Linked DNA regions of Zea mays: all the other regions are linked to region 1. The links are chromatin contacts, called in public Hi-C maps. All regions are on one chromosome and are shown on one strand. The core of a region is the stretch at or near the end of the contact, and the rest is flanking DNA. Distances in the headings are between cores, read along the strand shown.

What was found. Hi-C and Micro-C count contacts between places; a contact is called where the count stands out from the background.
Region 2: a Hi-C map of ear shows a contact between it and region 1, with 1.9 times the contacts expected there. The contact joins the promoter of LOC100282405 here to the promoter of LOC100192366 in region 1. A contact is called at or near these places in 2 of 25 Hi-C or Micro-C datasets (ear and tassel).
Region 3: a Hi-C map of leaf shows a contact between it and region 1, with 4 times the contacts expected there. The contact joins the promoter of LOC100276815 here to the promoter of LOC100192366 in region 1. A contact is called at or near these places in 3 of 25 Hi-C or Micro-C datasets (ear, leaf and tassel).

Annotation. Positions count from the first base shown.
Region 1 is chr8:115,434,756-115,439,121 of Zm-B73-REFERENCE-NAM-5.0, reverse strand. LOC100192366 (putative leucine-rich repeat receptor-like protein kinase family protein) reads right to left here and starts at 1,687. Exons shown (of 19, transcript NM_001137546.2): 1 at 1,330-1,687. The coding sequence starts at 1,414.
Region 2 is chr8:115,745,800-115,750,755 of Zm-B73-REFERENCE-NAM-5.0, reverse strand. It overlaps LOC100282405, which reads right to left and starts at 2,553. Exons shown (of 6, transcript NM_001155316.2): 1 at 2,237-2,553; 2 at 284-1,233; 3 at 1-158. The coding sequence starts at 2,335.
Region 3 is chr8:115,803,220-115,808,220 of Zm-B73-REFERENCE-NAM-5.0, reverse strand. It overlaps LOC100276815, which reads right to left and starts at 2,239. Exons shown (of 6, transcript NM_001150524.2): 1 at 1,845-2,239; 2 at 1,399-1,557; 3 at 927-1,052; 4 at 364-543; 5 at 1-143. The coding sequence starts at 2,081. LOC100284568 reads right to left here. Exons shown (of 6, transcript NM_001157463.2): 6 at 4,729-5,001. The coding sequence ends at 4,935.

The DNA.
Region 1 (4,366 bases), core at 438-2,937:
ATGGTTTGTTCTTTCTTCTTCTCACTTCTTTCCCGTCGCCGCAAGGCCATCTTAGCTGCGCCGTACTGCCCCGACCTTGCCGCGACACGTGGCCCTCCCCTCCAATGGACGCCGAGTTGACGTGTGGACGCTGTCACTCCTCGTCGAGACCCTCCTCCCTCCCGTGCCATGCCGCCGTAGGGGCTCATGCCCCTCCCGTCCCGTGCCGTGCCGTGCCGCCATGCAGTTGCTGGCTGCTGCCGCTCCCTGTCGCGCCGCACACAGACAGGACGAAGATGCAACTTTTTTTTTTTAATTTTGGCTTCTTGTTATGTTTTTATAATTACACGTGGATCCATGTCAGAGACTCAGCTCATATGTAGTTTGGTAAGAACCTAGATCTACCGTGAAGTTGCTCCATGGTTGATCTGATGCTTCATATGTAGTTTTGACATGGAGTTGGACTCAGCTCTATTGGAGTCAACTAATTATATAGATATTTCAATAATAGAAAGTAAAAAAGATTGAACTATCAAAATGTTTTATCTTCTATCATCCAGAAACTGAAAGAATCACATCAAACAAGGCTTAGCATATGTACCGACGCAGAGTTTTATAATACAAATGAACACAAAACAATCACGAGGAAAAAATATTGACTGACTGAATAAATGACACCAAGAACATTTTCAGAAAAAGGAGCAGGAAAGAGACCAATTTTGGATTGTTTGTCGCCATTTCCACAAGCGTCTCATCCAAAAAAAATTACAGAATACACCCAAATAGTTCAATCAGTAAAACTGAGGTATTTATGGTTTCCATTATTTAGTTGGACTGGAAACTAGTAAAGTCGCACAGCCAAATAGCCCTAAACTTTAGCAGCTTTTTTTAGCTACTTTTAGTCATTTGTAATCTAAACAGGAGAGTTAACGGTGGTAATTGAAGCTAAACTTTAACACTTCAATTCATATAGCTAAAGCTAAGACCCTGTTTCAATCTCACGGGATAAACTTTAGCTTCCTGCTAAACTTTAGCACTTTAGCTATATGAATTGAAGTGCTAAAGTTTAGCTTCAATTACCACCGTTAGCTCTCCTGTTTAGATTACAAATAGCTAAAAGTAGCTAAAAAGAAGCTGCTAAAGTTTGGAACAGGGCCTAAGTACGAAGCAGACGACCAAAAAAATGTTACGTAGAGAAAGTTTTTGCTACCAATAAACAGCAGATTGAGCGTATAATTACATAAAAGAACAGGCAGAACCCATCAAAGTCTCTCTAACCTTTGGTTCGCACATCCATAGTTCAAAGAACTAAAAACAAACAAACAAACAAACAAACAAAAAAGAACTAACCATCTTGCGGGTCGGTCTTGGCGGAGGCGGTTGTTGATCCGGCAGCGAACAAAAGCAGCAGCAACAAGAGCTGCCCCTTGCGCATCTTCTCCCTCCACGGTCCACGGCTGCAGCCTGCAGGAGAGAGCCCTTACCCTGCTCCGCTCCGGTCTTTGGATGCGTTCGTGTTCTCCTCCCCAAACCTCTCCACCTCGCAAAAAAAGAAGGCTGTGCAGCAACCAGGGAAGAAGTCTCCGGGATGGGGGGAGGAAAAGGCTGAGAAGCGAAGGCCGCCGATGCAGAACTAGAAGCGGTCCGCGGTCGTGCCTGAAACAGGACAGGAGTAGCTTAGCTTCCTTCCTGAACTCTTTTCGCTTGTATAATACTCGGTCCAAGTGGCTGACATTTATATTTATTTATAATATAATAATATCCAGTAGGGAACCTCTCCTGTTCTTCTCATAAGCGTGCCGACGATTGCTGTCAGGTGTGTGGTTGGCCTCTAGTTTGTTAAGTTTGACAGACTTGACTTGTCATTAACTTATTGTTATGCTGTAGGTAAGTTGTGTTAGTTTTTTCGACAGAAAATCTTTGTTCACCGTCATAATTGTTACGTGTTCTACTTTTGTTTCACTTTATTATAAACGTTATAGACTTATTTTTATGTTAGTTGACCTTTATTATAAATATGCGACTTGGATTTGTTCCTCGCATTTTCTCTGACAACAATAATTTATCCAAGTTTACATATAGTAAATTATGTCTATGGCAGTAATGATTTATCGACGGTTGGAGGTAAGTGGTAACAACAAACTATATGATGCTAGCTAAACGTAGGAACCAGTGTTTTTTTTCTTCCAAAAGGATATCAGTGCTTCTTTTTATTTCGTTTCCAGCACAAAATATCAGAGCAGTCGTTGTCCATTATTAAGAAATAAGTTAGACCTGCAAACCGATTTGTTTTTAAGTGCAGTTCCACGAATCCTGTTCAATCGAAAGCAACGTTGAACCAATCTGTATGTGTAACTTGCAGTTTTTCTTCTTGCAATTTGTACAACCTCACTATTACGCAAACTGATGTCTCGGACTAACATTGTGCTGCGAAAATAAGTAGCATTCATTTTTTTAATGGCAACCGATATTTTATTCATCTCTCATCAAATAAAAGGAACTCATCATGCTATTGGCCTCAACTACCACTTTTTAGGGATCTTTCTCACCATACTCATCTAGAGGACCTTTCAAATATATATCTATACCACATTATCACTATACAATCCATCAATTTAAACGTTGTAAAACCTACCCAATTAATCAAATCACTCACACACATAACCTCCACTAAATTTATCAAACGAATTTCACACAAACTTAACACATCATCAAAACCAAGATTTAGATTGCTGAATAACCCCCTCACCCTTACTTAATCAAATCCAATATACAATATTGTTTGGACTATCCCTCTTCACGACCCCGCCGCCCCAGCCTCCCCCCTCCCCCCGTGTCCCCACCGCCCCCTCACCCTCACATGTGTCGTCACTGTCACTGTCCACCCCTCAACTCGCACTGTCGCCGCCGTCGACCCCTCTCCTCTCCCCGTGATCGTCGAGCTATATGCTAGTAAGTATTAGGCTATCTCCAACAGCTTACTCATCCCGATACCCATATTTAAACTCCACTCTACGAACAGTGCAATCTACAATGCAAAAACAGTGTTTTGATTGAGCATATGGGTGAACTGCTGGACACGGTCTTATAGACGATAAAGTGCATACAATTGTAGCAACTTTCTTAATAATCACAAAAATAATATTGTGTTTTTTTCAAAATTATTGGCCATTTCAATTTTTTAGAATCAAAATATCTTAGATTTTGCATAATTAATATAATAAAACAATAACATTTATGATAACAAATAAATATGGTTGATTATTCACTAATTATATTTTTTATAATATGGATATTTGATGTCATAATTTTTTATACTTTTTTATAATTTTGATCAAACTTAAGATGCTTTGACTTAAAATTGAAATGACTTATAATTGGAGTAATTTGAGCTCTGGTAGAGATGCAGTAATTAGGCTACTACAGTATAAATTTGTTTAGTTTAGATTATTAAACAACTGGTAGAGATGCAGTAAGTAAGTTGAAAAATTGTGACGGGTATGCATATCTCGTCGACCAAAACAACGCGTTGCCACCACGTACGTAATGTGGAACGGTCAAACATTTGTTATATTTTCTTGATGAATGAAACAGATATTTTGTTTTTAAGGGCTAGTTTGGAAACCTCAATTTTCTAAAGGATTTATATTTTTTCATGGGAAAATGAATTAATTTTCTTTTAAAAAACAGAAATCACTTAGGAAATCGGGGTTTCCAAACTAGGCCTAAATAAGATAGATATTCACTATGTTAGAATAGCAAATACTTAGAAGACACCAGTACTAGTGACGCGTCATGAGTTTCACATGCGTGTACTGTTAAGACGTGTCTCTACTGTTAATTTTATCGCCTATGTTGAAAAGATAAGCGGGAAGCGAGACGTGTTTGTGATAAGATGTTATTCTGATAAAAAAAGATAAGATGTTATTACAGATGCATGTTGGATACAAGCATCTTGAATTGTTTGACTTATTATATTTTCTCCCATTTCCAATTTCTTTTATAGATTGTGGAGGACAAAAGTAGCTAGATGTATCTTCGGAACTAAAATTTTGATGAATACGTAGATGGTCTTACATCTTCTATTGCAGAGATGGATATGATGAATGTGCAAAACGACATCTATACATCCGTAGCTAGGCTTGAGTCAATTCATATATTACTTGCATATATGACTTACCATGACTTTAAGCTATATCAAATAGACGTGAAGAGTGTCTTCCTCAATGGCTCTATGAAAGAATAGGTATATGTTGAGCAAGGCTTTGAAGATAGTGAGTATCCTAACCATGTTTATAAGCTCTCAAAGTCGCTTTATGGGCTCAAGCAAGACCCAAGAGCATGGTATGAATGCCTGATAGACTTTCTTTTCACTAATGACTTCAAA
Region 2 (4,956 bases), core at 1,304-3,803, 310 kb before region 1:
CCCCTCTCATTGCCTCAGTATACATTTCAAATAGATACTTTAAACTACTGTCACGATATTCCTCCTGCTGAACCCACACTTTTAGCAGATACTCATAATAACTGTCCCCTCGAGATCCTAATCGAATATTCTCACCACTAAATTGACCAGAGGAGGGGCTGCATATAAAGTTAAAAATGAGAATATAAAGATTTCCTTTAAAACTTGATTCCTGTGAAGATAATCCATGTAATGACATTATGATGAATTAGTTGAAAATTATACAAGGGTAGAACAGGCATACTTGATGTAAATAGGCACCAGACCCTCCACCTTTGGGAGTGTATGTATATGCTCTAACACCTTCATTGCCGCCCTGTCGTACTTAGGATCCCCTAATACTTTACTGAGGTAACTGAACTCTAATTGCAACGTTGAAGCCTCTGAAGTGCTGCTTAAGCCATCAGGCGCTGCATGTGCAGTATGGTCACGAAGAATAACATCACTTAAAGGTATAGCTGTTGGGCTTGATGTAAAAGCCAATAATAACCTGTCGGCTAAATCCTTTGAAACTTCCAAAAGTCGCTCTGGATTAGCCTTTTTATATGTTACAGGTACTCCGGAGTCACCTGCCCCTGGATGATCACCACCACTCAAATGGTATGCACTAAGAAGCCCTCCCAAGACACGGATGGTAGTCTCAAATAAGTTAACCTGCCCTTTCTCACTAATTCTTTTCATTAGGTTGTCTTCAATCCATTTTGATGCTTCAGAAACAACATCATCAGCACCCATTATTATCGCAGTATCCAAAGAATCCACAATAGTAGCTCCTAGACCACCTAACCCATCTGTGCCTCTGTGGCTCAGAGGCATAAGCTCATCGTAACCCATTGCATACTTTTGATAACCAGACCATGCATGTTCAAATGCTTCTTTAACTTTCTTCTGCCTCGATGTCCACTCAGATGGAGACTGCTGAAGCAGAGAATTATTTTTGTAGATTTCATTTGGAGGGAGGCGTGGGGGCAGCCTTGGTGGTTTTCTCCAGAATGTGCGTATACTGGGAGATCTCCTAACATTTTTATTCTGTACTTCTTTGCCATGAAGCTCACTGGATACAATACCCTCTGAGCCTTTGTGCATAAATAAGTACAATAAGCCAGAAACCATCAACAGGCTCAAGAATTTACCAACAGTGAACTTTCCACAATGGTATTTGCTTCTGTTAGTAGCCAAGGACTGTAGAACCATCTACAAAAAGAAAGAAAAAAAGGGCTTCGGCCTTAGGGAATAAGAACTAATGAGACCACAACAGCCCTGAATAAAGTTTCCTACTTTAAGAAACAAAAAAAACCGATACAAAGAGATGTCGTTCCTCATCAAACAGAATACACAAAGATAGTTAAATTACTACAGTTCTTTCTCAGACATGAAAATAGTATTCCAGACCACAGATAAGTTTAAGACAAACAGCACTCGGAGGTATTGTCCAAAGGGTCATGGTCGTTGTAATTAGTATTCCCTCCAATCTAAATTAAGACGTTTTGCCTTTTTCTAGATACATTGGTATTGCTATGCACTTAGATATATACTACATAGTAAAAGTAATGTATCTAGAAAAAGCAAAATGTCTTTATAATTTAGAATGGAGGGAGTTTCATTAATGAGTGTGTGAGCATGATCCTTTGACTAATTAGAATGACCCGTGATTAGTGCTTCATTATGTATAGCTGAAATCCAGAAGCACGTTATGAGGTCTGGGAAAATATAAGTTCTATAGAGCCACCAAATAAGCTCAAATATTTGCGGATATATAACTCAAGCTTCTCAAGAAATGGATGAGGTACAAAAGTTCATACAAATGCGAGAGCAACAGCAATCATATGACACCAAACTAGCCCCTGACGAAATACACTACTCCAGATCAAAGCGACCATTTGATCTAGTGAATGACCTCAAGCAGGTCGAAACAACCTAGAGTAGCAGCGGTACAGAACAATTAACCATAGCAAATTCAACTGACTAGACCCGCAGATCCGAGGCCAGGGATCCCTCATTCCAACAGAAACCAGACACAGCCTAACCAATCAATCGACCAAATCACTCCCCACAATGAATCGAGTCCCGGCCGTAAACTCCAGTTCTCCACGGGGATAAGTTACACCCCAAAGTAGAGCTAACTTGAGCCTTATTAGGAAAACTCAGCCTTTTTGGTAAGCAATGGGGGCTTGGGTCGGAAGGGGAGGCGCCGCACCTTGAGGCGAGACCGGTGGCGGAACTTGGCGTTGTTGTAGGCGCCGCCAGCACCCACATCGCGCATCGAGTAGGGGAGGGGGCCCGAGCTGCCACTCATCCGCGCGGGAGCGGGGTGAGGAACTTCTAGAGGCTTCTGAGAGGAGGTGGGGTTCGCCTGCGCGGCGTCGCGCGCGAGATCCGGGTTGGGGTGGGAGACGGGAGCTGGAGGCGGGGCGGACGGGAAAAGACCGCGACCGACGGAGAACGGGAGAAGCCCGTTGCGCCGTTGCGGTCTCGCCAATCCGGTTGGATGTCCGCCTCCCCGTTTCTCTTTGCTTACCGCCTTTCAGGCCTTTGCTCTTAATCTACCCTTAATCTATACAGATTGAATGAAATTTTATATTTTTTCTATTTAATATAGGATAGAAATAATTGAACAAGTTCTTATAGTGATAAAAACTAGACAGTAAAATTTCGTACCTTCCCGTTTCGAATACCGTTTTTTCTCCATTCGTTTTCGAATTGTTTGGGAACCGATTAGAAACGGTACGAAAACGATTTAGCTAGTTTTCCTTTTACATTTCCAAGTCGTGATGATACTGTTTTTTACCGTTTTTATATAATATGAGATATATCTAGCGTATAATTTATGCAAGTTATGTACTTTTGTTGTGTTCAAGTGAATGAATAAGAGAAAAACAAAAGTTATAATTACTCTAAATAATATGAATATTAAGAAGAATTGTTAGTGTATTTTAATATCTTAAAAATTAGGCAAAATGTCAATTTAATATGTATTTATGAAAACTATAAAATATTTGTCTTTCCGACTAGAGTTTATCATTTTCGAATAACCGACAATTTTGATCGCGTATTTCGATATTTTGTTTTTTGTTTTCGTCCTGTTAGAAAAATATGAAAACAAAACCAATTTATCTATTTTTCTATCGTTTTTTACCGTTTTCATCCTTGCCGTCTTACCGGCGAGATGGCAATAGTTGGATTGACATAGGTTTAGGCTAATTTCTCTATGTATGGGTTTGTTAATAGGTTTAAATAGAAATCCAAAGGTTATGTGGATATGAATTTGTTCTTTCACTATCTATATCCGCAAACTCATAGATTTTAAAACCCACCTTAAAATCAACATAACTTACAAATATGTTTCGTAATATTATTAATTGAATATGTTGTAGTTGAAATAAACTCTATGTAACAAAGTTTAAGCTAAAATTAGTTATCACTCTGTTTCTTTTATCCTAGCTTATTAATATAGTGACTGTCATTTACATGATAAATTAGTCTTTTATGTTGATGTTAGTGGGTATGGAAAACTCGATGGGTACCTAAACCCGCATGGGCACAGGTTTGGGCAAAATTTTATACCCGTTATGGGTATGAGTTTGTAACGGGCGTATCGTTTCTTCGTGAGTATGGGTTTGGGGAAGTAAATACCCAATAGATTTTTATCCATTGCCATCTCTAGTCTTACGCCATGTTTGCTTACTTTATTCATTTTTTAAAACTTTAGTGACTAAATTTTAGTCTCTAGAATTTTCTTGTTTGATTCTAGGGGCTAAAACTGATTAAAAGGCATTAATTTTTATGTAAAAAGAAAAATATTGCCTCTAATAAATTCATGTGTTCTAGTGTCTGTCGTGACTCGAGAGACAGAGGGACAGAAACTACAATATACAAGTTTAGTCACCTTTAGTCATCCATTTGATGACTAAAAACTAAAGTTTAGAAAACCTCTGGTGGTGTTTTCGTCAACCGGGAGCACAACAATGTGCCACCGATAGGTGATTTTGGTGTGATAGCACTCAAATCCCTTGTTTTTGGACTAAGAATCGGCTATCACTAATCGAACTTTATTGGAAGTGTCACATGAGAACAAGTGAGTATTTAGGTTTCAGACCACTGGAGCGTAATACCTTACGTCTTCTTTAAGTTGTATTGGTTGGGTTGGTGTTTCATGCCTTACTGAGATGTTTGGATCATGAGCCATTACCATCCCTAGGTATGAGTCGAGCCATAACTCCCCTACTGAGCATAGGTTCAAGCCCCACGGTGTGCGCCAAATATTAGGACAGCCCAAGCACTTGGAGACTAAAGGGACAGGTGGCACGACAAAACAGACAGCAGAGAGCTCAAATGTCTTATCAACCACGCCCTACCCAACCACAGGTAAATAGTTGATAATTGTTTCTTAGATAAACAAAACTACATGTAAAGATTCTAAATTTTCAATATGCAGGCCCTAGTCATCTTTTAAAACTTTGCCAGCAGCTTCGTCTAGTAGTCTGTTGATAGTTTCGTCAACGGCTTCGTTAGCTATCTAATTATGTCAAGCGCCCCTTTAGAGATGGATCAGCTTCAGCATCATATGGTTCTGGAGGGGGAGAGAGCTCAGCTGCACAAAAATGCAACTGTCTGTTAGTACCGAAGCTAAAAATAATTTACAAAGCTAAGTCATGATAGATATACCTATAAGTCTGGCACGTTCAACAGCTTCTTCAGTTCTTCTGGTCTCTTCCAAGGCGTCATGAGATTCCTTCTCTTTCTTTTTAATAGCTTCGTCAGCTATCTCTCAGCCACCCTTCAGCCATATTTCAGAATAAAACTTTCCACCTAGTGCAGTGGCTTCGACCGAAGGGTTTCTAACATCGTTGGATGAGAGCGAAAATCCTGGCTGAACCACAACCTTGGCATGTTCGCATCTGACCTTTTCAAGGACCG
Region 3 (5,001 bases), core at 990-3,489, 370 kb before region 1:
TCACCCTTGTCATAACTCTCACGCAACATTTTATTCTCTTCTTCAAGCTGAGCACATCGTTCCTTTGCAAAAGCTAAATCTGCCTTCACAGTTTTCAGCTCCCGCAATAGCAACTTTGCTTTTGCAGCCATGGCATTTGCAACCTGTATGAGATATATGGAGACATTAGTTCAGTCATACCATAGAAGATGGTAAAAAGAGAGCCAAAGCATCACTATTGTTGAGGAAAGAAAAAAATGAAATAGAGGTGATCCTTATCCCAGTCAATCAAAATAAATTTGACATTGTTTCGTACTATGGATTCAAACATTCAAAATGGAGCACTGAAGCAACATATCTAGTGACACATGTTTGCCACCTTACGTCGCGAGATGCCTTCAACTGAGTTTCATGGTCAAGTGGATTTTGAGGAAGGTGTCTTTGAGCAATTTTGTGGCCAGCTTCTCCTTGTGTATTTAGACCAGCTCCTTTTCTTCTTATGTTCAGTTTACGCGTCTCCTGAATAATGTCAGCCGTTTTATTCTCTACAATGGTCCGACCTTCCTGACAAAAATACCATATATGACGTGTCAACAAAGAGATCTGACATAACCAAAGGATATATCAATTGTATATCATCAAGAAGTCATAAATACCACAACATTGCAAAGATACATATATCTTTTTTCCAACTCTTAATGAAGATAGCATGCGTTAAAGAAAATGATGTGTGGCACTTGCTGTAGTAGAATATAGATCAACATGGTGAATGCTTCGATTTTTTCTAGCTTAATGCAGGAACAAAGAAATTTCTGTTTACACATATTTATACTCGATGCACAATATTTTCCAATACTCAACACAGAACAACATTGAAAGTGAAACATAGGACTTAAACTAAAAGATCCAGTCATTCAAGTACAAAAAAGAACTTATCAGCAACTTACTTCAAGTGCATTTTTTATTGTGCCTCCAATATAGGTAAGGGAGGAAGTTATAGACTCAGATCTCTTCTGAGATGGAGGTGTCTCAGGTTTCCACGTCTCTCCTGGCAATTGTTTTGAATGTGGAAGCTGCAGCATCGTGAAAAATATCAGTGTTATACATGAAAACATTTGAAACCGAATTAAGCATACTATTGATGGCAATTCCAGTGAGTCAGAGGCAAAGATTTTCAGAGTGGACCATTGTATCTACAAGATAACAGTTCTTCACCATAGTGATAGGACAAAAACAAAGATGATGAATGATACCAGTCTCAAGCTTCAAGCAGAAAATGAAAGCTCGGAATGCATGTTTCTATCTAAGTACAGATATTAAGTGGTTTCAATTACAGATAAGGAGTTTAATTAACTTAAATTTAGCACCCCATTGTTCAATTAAGGAAGAAGATAATGGCAGGAGGATTGCAGATCTCACCTGGACACCAACATGCACATCATCTCTTGGCGATTTGTACTGCTCCGGGGAGCAGTCCTCGTCAAGAAATGACTTTGCCTTCCGCGCAAGTGTGCCCCAGAATCCATACTTGGCCTCGTTGAGGTTCTTCATGGACGTGTATTCATAGCCTGAACTATCCTATACCAGGACAAATATCATTACTTCTTGAACACTAGATAAGAAGTTTACCCACAGCGAGCACGAAGTGGGGAAATTGAGCAACAGTAGTTCAGCAGAAACTGATAATCGTAATGGTTACAGCGCCTATACACGTAATGATCCCTCGCCTGACCCAAATACCAATCAAGAATTACGAGGATCCCCTTTCGTTGCGTTGGTCGCTGACCGGGCCAGATCCGACCCCGAAGCATCTAGAAGCGAAATCGCATAGGGAAGAAGCGAGAGAGAGGCACGGCGAGGCATACCAGGGACGGTGTGGACACGGAGGGCTCGTGGTGGCTCCGGCGAGAGGCCGCCAGCGAGGCTGAGGCGGAGTAGGCGGAGGTGAGGGAGGAGGCATCGCGGTGTGCGGCGGAGGCGCGCATGGCCTGCGCGGCGAGGGAGTCGGGTGAGGCGGGGCCCACGGACGACGGGTAGTGGTGCTCCAACGAGGGCGTGGGCTGGGGCTGGGGATGGGGCTGAGGCTTCCGGCGGTAGGCCATTGTGACGCCCCGGCGGCGAGGCGCGGTGACGGTGACCTCCCACCTCCGGCTAGGGATCAGGATCGGCTGACTCGCAGCTGTTTACTGCACGCGCGTGCAGTACGTAACATATGTACATACGTTGACCAGCCAGGCAAGCCTCCTGCGACTGCGATAGCTGCCTGAATGATAAGAAGATACCGGACCAGCACAACACTACGCTGATGCTCATATGAATAGAACAAACAGAGCACTCATACTGCTTGAGGGCGCGTTTGTTTGATCGAGGAGTGTAGTCGAAGCTGCTCTATTTTTATTTTTTAGATTTTTGGTTTCAAATAAAAGAGGAGCGAAGCAGTTTTTAGAGTTTTCATATAAAAATTTAATATAAATAATTGGAATGTTTCCGTTCCACCAAAATAACTGGATATAAACGCTCTCTCGAACACGATATGGAACATAAATGGCAACTTTCCATATTGCTTCAAGTCATTTATAAATCCATCATTGATTCAATGAAAACTTTCCATATTGCTTCAAGTCTATTTTTGTATATTGCATTTATATATCCATCATTGATACTAATATTAGGATTGCTAACTCATTGTTTTTGTTTTGCAGAGTTGAAGTGTTGATCTTAATGCTAAAGATAATGCATTCTTTTGTCAGCTTAATGCTTAATGTTAAATATTGCTTATGTTTTAACATTATGGATATAGATAACGACAACTTGATTAAACGACTGTTGTAATTTCATTTAATTTTACTGTGATTTTTCACTAGCCGACTTCACAGCCTTGCCCAGCAAACCTTTATCTAGGGATGAAAGTGGTAATCCGAACTGTTAGAACAAATTTAATATTTTAAAATAGATATGTATAAAATTTGATGTTGATCTTTTCTTATGTTATCAAACACATTAGTACAAATATGAATAAAATATTATATAAATTGTTTTATGTATTATTTTCTCCCTACAACACAAAAAGTTGAAAAAATTACCGAATTTGTTTCCGAATCCATACCGAAGTTTATATCTATTATTTGAGAAAATGTAGGATGAATTTGAGGTTTACCTTTTATGAATCTTAACAAACTGGATGTTAAAAACAAGAATACAAATTTGTATTCTATATTCTATATCCTATTTATTCGCAATAAAAGAAAAAACTGATTACCGAATAAATACCGTTTTCGACCGTTTTCATCCCTACTTTATCCACATAGATTTGAAGCCATCAAACATACTGACATGAAGGCCAAGGTGACAGATGTTAGATTAGTCAGTCTTGCACCAGATGACGGGAAGTGCATAGACACAAGACTTGCTGGCACTATTAGAGTCGTGATGATTATATTGTAGAAATCAGATAACTTACTCTAGCATCGCTCCTATGTGTAAGTATGTACTATTGGTGCTTCGTTCTTTAACCTTGAAAATAAGTTTGGTCTTCTCTAAGACTAGAATTTTATTGATCCTGCGCATGTATACACCAACTCAGCCCCTACATACCACATCAATGTGATATAACATTTAGACTGCTCATTCTATATATTTTCAGTCTGAACTATCCTGATATTATAAACAATTATATATTTAGAAATTTTAGCGCTTCTATGTGTATATATGTACATATACATGTCTGAAACTATAAAATTCTATATCTTTTATAAACACATCAAGCAACGCCTCACGCGGAGTGCGAGCAATTTACTAGTTAGCCGGAAATGTGGACGAAATGGCACAAAGGGCAAAAAAGTTTGGACCAGCGATACATATTCCCGTTGAACCTTTTAAATGACACAAAAGGAATTGCAAATTTTTATAATGACATAAAGGGAAAGGAATTTATATTTAAACTAGGTCTATTTTGAATCGTTTCTATCTTTTTTTATATATTGAAACACATGTAGCTCTCCTGCGTTTTCGAAAAAAAAACTGCTTATGCTCTCAAATAGGTGGTGAGATCTAAGAATAGTTGTTGTTTTAGCTTATTTACTCTTTATCTTCTCAACTAAAATTAGGAATCATTATGTGCATTCAAAATTATGCCTTACTTATTTTTTCATGCTACTTTGACTTCTGCATTGTATTTTTTATTTATCTCAATTCTCAAAAAACAAACTTCATCCTTCAGAATTGCTGATATGATATTATTTCTCTTTTCTCTTTTCTACTATATAAAGCATTAGTTTCAACGGTCATCCTACGTCACCCTTTCCGCTTAATGCAAAAAAGTAAAACTATACACAAATAGGGTTTGAACTTTGAACCTTAGTTGTTTGCTCCACATTTACATCCACCTAACCATTAGATTATACATTTTTTATGTTTTATTAAAATAGAGTCTACTTATACAATATATAGAAATCGTGGCAACGGAGGGCAACTGACTAGTTGTATTATATTTGTATATAATATTTTTTTATTTCACTAAATTTGTTGGGCACGTAAAGCATGGGGAACACAAACTGTAGTATGGCTTAATCACATAATAATCATGAAATAATCTGTTATTAGCAACATCAACTGAAAAATGTTAACATATGACATATTCAAATTGATTCAAATAGAAACATAACTGTATAAATACTATTAAATGCACCCAGTAACATATAGGAATAGCAAATAATCACAATGTCAAGCATATATATGTCCACATCAATACAAAATCAAATAGACTATCTGACATGAAGAAGCAACTACTTTATATGATGGTTGACACAGTTCTAGGACTCGGAAGAGTCAACACTAAGAATCCATACAATATCTATGTTGTCATCTTAAAGAATGTGAAGTGTTAATATAGCAAAGCTAATCAAACTATTTCCATATATTGGTAATGTGCTGAACTAGACCTCTGTAGCGCAGTTTCAATGTTGTTTCTTCTCAGACAACATTGGGATCTTAGAGATAAGCTTCGCATCAATCACTTTGTAC